2 separate regions of the Macaca fascicularis genome follow, and region 2 is linked to region 1. The links are chromatin contacts, called in public Hi-C maps. All regions are on one chromosome and are shown on one strand. Each heading gives the region's core, a stretch centred on a gene start, on an enhancer-like site or on the middle of the called end of the contact. The rest is flanking DNA. Distances are from core to core; before and after follow the strand shown. Region 1 has its middle 14 kb from the start of AZIN2. Region 2 overlaps RNF19B (ring finger protein 19B).

Evidence for each region. A called contact is a pair of places that touch in the nucleus more often than the background predicts.
Region 2: a Hi-C map of skeletal muscle shows a contact between it and region 1, with 6 times the contacts expected there. The contact joins two enhancer-like sites.

Annotation. Positions count from the first base shown.
Region 1 is chr1:201,938,309-201,941,204 of T2T-MFA8v1.1, forward strand. No RefSeq gene overlaps it. Among named protein-coding and RNA genes, the nearest start is that of AZIN2, 14 kb to the left of the region's middle. Within about 2 kb of position 1,278, at least 2 of the 6 cell types and tissues checked have an H3K27ac peak or open chromatin away from gene starts, as enhancers often do.
Region 2 is chr1:202,055,160-202,057,859 of T2T-MFA8v1.1, forward strand. The region is part of intron 7 of RNF19B (ring finger protein 19B); the gene reads left to right. Among named protein-coding and RNA genes, the nearest start is that of RNF19B, 26 kb to the left of the region's middle. Within about 2 kb of position 1,337, at least 1 of the 6 cell types and tissues checked has an H3K27ac peak or open chromatin away from gene starts, as enhancers often do.

The DNA of each region.
Region 1 (2,896 bases), core at 28-2,527:
TGGTCTTGAACCCCTGACCTTGTGATCTGCCCACCTCGGCATCCCAAAGTGCTGGGATTACAGGCATAAGCCACCGTGCCCAGCCTGACTTCCCCTTTTCACCGCTTTCCCCACTCCAAAACCACTCTTTGCCCTCATGTTTCTCCCACATGGCAACTATTTCCATCTCATGTGGCAAGAGGCAGGGCAAAGTGGTGTGAAGACACTGGGCAGGGAGTCCTTAGAAAGGATTCACTTGCCTCTTTGGGTCTCAGTTCCCCACTCTGAGATTCCCACGATCTCTGAGACTCTTGGTGACTCTGATAGCATCTGCCAGTCTAATCTCTTTGTACATTGACCTAGGGAGTCTGGGTTGAGATTTGCAGACTTTTCCCTGATAGCAGAATGTGTAGCTCATTCTCCCATGAAAAGCATCACAGACAATAGATGAAAAAAGTGTTTTCGAGTCTGTGGTTACTGCTTCCCTGCCTCTGGGTTTGGGAACTAGACAAATCTGGATTTCTATCTAAAGCTGCCACATCACTTAGTAGTTCTATGACCCTACCAATTTGCTTCAGTTTTCTGAGTCTCAGTTTTCTCCACTGTAAAGTAGGTTTAATAATATCTTCTCTGGAGGGTTGTTGGAAGGAGTAAATAAAAAGATGCACGCAAAGCACTTTGCCTATTACCTGGGACACAGAAAGAAATAGCAGCTGTTATTAGCATCTGTCTTAATCCATTTTCTGTTGCTTATAACAGAATCCCTGAACCTGGGTAATTTATAAAGAAAAGGAATTTATTTCTTAGAGTTATGGAGGCTGTTAAGTCCAAAGTGGAGGAGCTGCATCTGATGAGGACCTTTCTGCTGGTGGGGACTTTCTGCAGAGTCTCAATGTGGTACAGGGCATCGCATGACAAGGGGGCTGTGCAAGCCAGTTCAGGTCTCTCTTCCTCTTCTTATGAAGCCACCAGTTCCATTTCCTGAGAACCCATTACTCCCTCAATCCATTAATCCATGAATGAATTAATCCATTCATTAGGGCCGAGGCCTGATGGCCCAATCACCTCTCAAAGGCCCCACCTCTCAGTATTGCCACACTCGAGATTAACCTTCAACACGAGTTTTGGAGGGGACAAACATTCAAACCATGGCAGCATCTGAGCTCTGAGTGGATTCCTGCTGCAGCTGTGACCACATGGTCAGGGAGCATTTCTGGAGTCCTCTCTGCATAGCAAGTGTGGGCCTGAGCCCTGTGTACAGCTGCTGTGGGGCTGGTTTGGTGGGCAGAGTCTGTGGCTATTTTGGTCCTATTGTCTAGACAGAGTTCCCTAAGGCCACCATCTCCCTAGCATAGAGGCTGAGCCCAGAAGTCTGAGTCATAGAAAGCACTTGAAAGTCCCTGGGAAAGCCATCTGGGCCAGGAGCACTTAGAATATTTTTCCCTACATGTCTCTTTTATTGAAATATTATATTCATCATTTATTGCTGCATAACAACCTCAAAACTTACTAATTTAAAACAACAAACATTGATTACCTCACCCAGTTTCTGAAGGCCAGGAATCAGGAGGCAGCTTAGCCACGTGGCCTGGCTCAGGGTCTCCCATGAGTTTGTGGTCAAGCAGACAGCTAGGGCTGCCAACATCTGAAAGCCTTAGCTGGAGCTGAAGAATCCACTTGCAAGCTCACTTACATAGCTGTTGGCGGGAGGCTTTAGTTTCTTGCCCCTTGGATTTTTTCACAGGGATGCCTAACACATGGGTTCTCCAGAATAAGTGACCCGAGGGAAAGAGAGATTGAGACCAAGACAGAACTGCAGTGTCTTTTTTCCTTTTTTGAAATGGAGTTTCACTCTTTTCTCCTAGGCTAGAGTGTAATGGTGCGATCTCAGCTCACAGCAACCTCCACCTCCCAGGTTCAAGCAATTCTCCTGCCTCAGCCTCCCGAGTAGCTGGGATTACAGGCACCTACCACAACACCTGGCTAATTATTTGTATGTTTTAGTAGAGATGGGTTTTCACCATGTTGGTCAGGCTAGTCTTGAACTCCTGACCTCAGGTGATCCACCTGCCTCAGCCTCCCAAAGTGTTGGGATTACAGGCGTGAGCCACCGTGTCCAGCCTGCAGTGAGTGTCTTTTATAACTAATCTCAGGAGTGACACCCCATTACTTCTGCCAAATAGACCAACCTGATACAGTGTGAGAGGGGATGATACAAGGGCATGCACACCAGTAGGCAGGAGTCTTTGGGGGCTCTTTGGGATTTTTTGTTTGTTTGTTTTGAGACAGAGTCTCACTTTGTTGCCCAGCCTAGAGTGCACTGGTGTGATCTCGGCTCACTGCAACCTTCCAGGTTCAAGCGATTCTCCTGCCTCAGCCTCCTGAGTAGCTGGGACTACAGGTGTGCACCATCATGCCCGGCTAACTGTTTTGTATTTTTAGTAGAGACGGGGTTTCACCATGTTGGCCAGGCTGGTCTCAAACTCCTGACCTCATGTGGTCCACGCACCTTGGCCTTCCAAAGTGCTGAGATTACAGGTATGAACCACCATGCCCGCCTGAGGAATATTTTGAGTGCCACCTGCCATGGACACAATTCATATATGATGAAATTCACAGATCTTAGGCGTACAGTTTTATCAGTTTTAACAATCAATTTTTTTTTTTTTTTTTTTTTTTGAGACGGAGTCTCGCTCTGTCACCAGGCTGGAGTGCAGTGGCACGATCTCGGCTCACTGCAAGCTCTGCCTCCCGGGTTCATGCCATTCTCCTGCCTCAGCCTCCCGAGTAGCTGGGACTACAGGCGCCACACCTGGCTAATTTTTTGTATTTTTAGTAGAGACGGGGTTTCACCATGTTAGCCAGGATGGTTTCGATCTCCTGACCTCGTGATCCGCCCGCCTCGGCCTCCCAAAGT
Region 2 (2,700 bases), core at 87-2,586, 120 kb after region 1:
TGCAGCCTCAACCTTCTGGACTCAAACAATCCTACCACCTCAGCCTCCTGAGTAGCTAGAACTACAAGTACACACACCACACCCAGCTAACGTTTTAAATTTTTTGTGGAGATGGGGTCTTGCTCTGTTGCCCAGGCTGGTCTTGAACTCCTGGCCTCAAGCCATCCTCCCAACTCGGCTTCCCAAAGTGCTAGGATTATAGGCATGAACCATTGCTCCCAGCTGGTTTATTGATATTGCAATCCTTATTACCTTTCTGTTTCCATTTGCTAGGTAAGGGAAATCAATTCTATGTACTTGTGTTGAAAATATGTAAAGCTTTGTAACTAGAAAGGTTGTGACTTGCTTGGTTATTTCACTAGTTAGGCAGACCAGAGTATATATTTTCAGAGGAGCATAACATGTTGCCTGAGAAGCAGTTAGTTGAATGCAATGGAGAAGAAAGGCCTGGTGGGGGTAAAGGTAGAACAAAGCAGGATAGGAAGAGGGAGATGGTTGCCTTCAGCTATCTGAAGGACCTTCAACTGTGAAAAGGATTAGACTTCTATGCCTCATACCAAAAGGTAGATTATAGTCATGTATATTTATGACTTGACAGAAGCTAAAGGGAAACTAATTTTTGTTCAGTATAGTGAATACAGGGAAAAGCAACATGAAAGCCCAAAGAGGAAAAAGGCTACCTTAGTAGATACTGAGCTGCCTATCCCTGGAAATGTTTACAGTGAGACCAGATGGCCATTTGGCTATAAGAAGGATTCGAGCAACAGATGGCAGGTGGACTGGATCTCACACCTGAGTGCCTGTCAGTCACCTGGGAGCCTCCTAAAAATAGACTTCAGGGCCCCATCCCAGAATTTATAACTTAGAATTTCCTGGAGTGGCACCTAGGGGGTGATCTGTGTTTTGAAAAAGCTCCCCAGGTAATTCTAGCACAGCCATTGCATGAACCAGCATCTGAGAACCATGTAAGTAGGAGGCCTTTCTGAAAGACTCTTCCAACTCAGAGTGATTCTGTGGCAGACCCGAAACTAGACCCCAGGTCTCTGACACTATGCACTTTCCATGCATTCCCTCATTTCCCTGGGCCTTGGCACATTTTTGAAGGGCACCTGAGGCTGGAGCAGCAGAGCAAAGGCTCAGGCAGTAGGATGGAAGCTGCTTGAATGTGCAGCTGCAGGCTGCTACTGACCCGTCTGTGCATCTCATGACTCTGGTTGTCTCTTGTCAGGGGATCCCGCCCCCACATGCTGGCGTATTCACTGCTGTGCTTTCTTAAAACCAACACCCCTGTAAATAAGCAGACAGACATAATTGGAGACTGACTTGCTGAAACTGCAGCTTAGCCAGTCCAGCTGTTCTAGTTCTGTGAAAGCCTTTATTTTATAGGAAATGAATGAGTCAGATGGGTTTGACTGTGAAACCCATTATGAGGAAATACTTAAGTGTGCAACAAAGTGGTGTTGGAGCCAAGAAAGGAAATAGTTATGGGCTCTAACATACTACTGGGAAAGTTTGCTGCTCCAAGAGGAGGGAAGAGGTTGGCTCCTGTATGTCCTTCAGTCTCATTCCCTGGCGGTAATTTGATTGTTAAATGTTTGATTTGCTATTATGTGCAAGGCAGGGAAGGTAAAGTATGAATGAGTTGTGGTTTCTCCTTTTGTGGAGTTAACAGAGGAGTCAGAGATGCATAATAATGAGTAGGCAGGGCCTGCGCATGCCTGTAATCCCAGCACCTTTTTTAGGTGGGCGATCACCTGAGGTTAGGAGTTCAAGACCAGCCCGGCCAACATGGTAAAACTCCATCTCTACTAAAAATACAAAAATTAGCTGGGTGTGGTGGTGGGAACCTGTAATCCCAGCTACTTGGGAGGCTGAGGCAGGAGAATCGGTTGAACCTGGGAGGCAGAGGTTGCAGTGAGCCGAGGTCGTGCCACTGCACTCCAGCCTGGGTGACAGAGTGAGACTCCCTCTAAAAAAAATAATAAGTAGGCAGGTGCTATGGGGGTACTTAGCAAGAAGTGAATGGTTTGCTGGGATGAAAGGGGAAGTGATGTTTCCTTTGTTGTTAAGGACTGAGTATAAGTTTGTCTGGTAGAGAAAGGAAATGTCTAGAGAGACGAAATAGCGTGTGCAAAGTCACGGAAGTATAAAATGTATAGGTATTTAAAGAAAGAAAAAATTCAGAGTGACTATGATTTCGGATCTATAGGGAGTAATAGAACTGGACAGAGAGCTTCCTGGCAGATCAGGAAGATCTTAAATGCCTGTTGGCAGTAGGGAGCCAAGAATTAGAGAATTGTTAGAGTGATTGGTTCTTTATTCACACTGGCACTGTTCTAGAGGTTGTTTGACTTGGACTTAAGGGCTACTGGAGAGGGAGCCCAATTGTAGTCGTCCAGGCAGGAGATGATGAAAACCTTAAGTTAAGCAGTAGCTGTGGGGATAGAAAGGAGGGGACGATTTCAATAGATATTTAAGAGAAAAAATGTATGGGCATCTATTTGCGCTGTTTGACAATTGGAGATCAGACAACCACAGTTTGCAGGAGAGTAATGGAAGAGATGTGTGCCAGGAAGCAGACTGTCTTGGAATACTCAGGTCTCATATTAACTTGAACGTCCCCTCTTTACACAGGTTAGAAGTTCAAGCCGATGTCCAAAAGGAAATTTTCCCCAAAGACACAGCCAGTCTTGGTGCAAT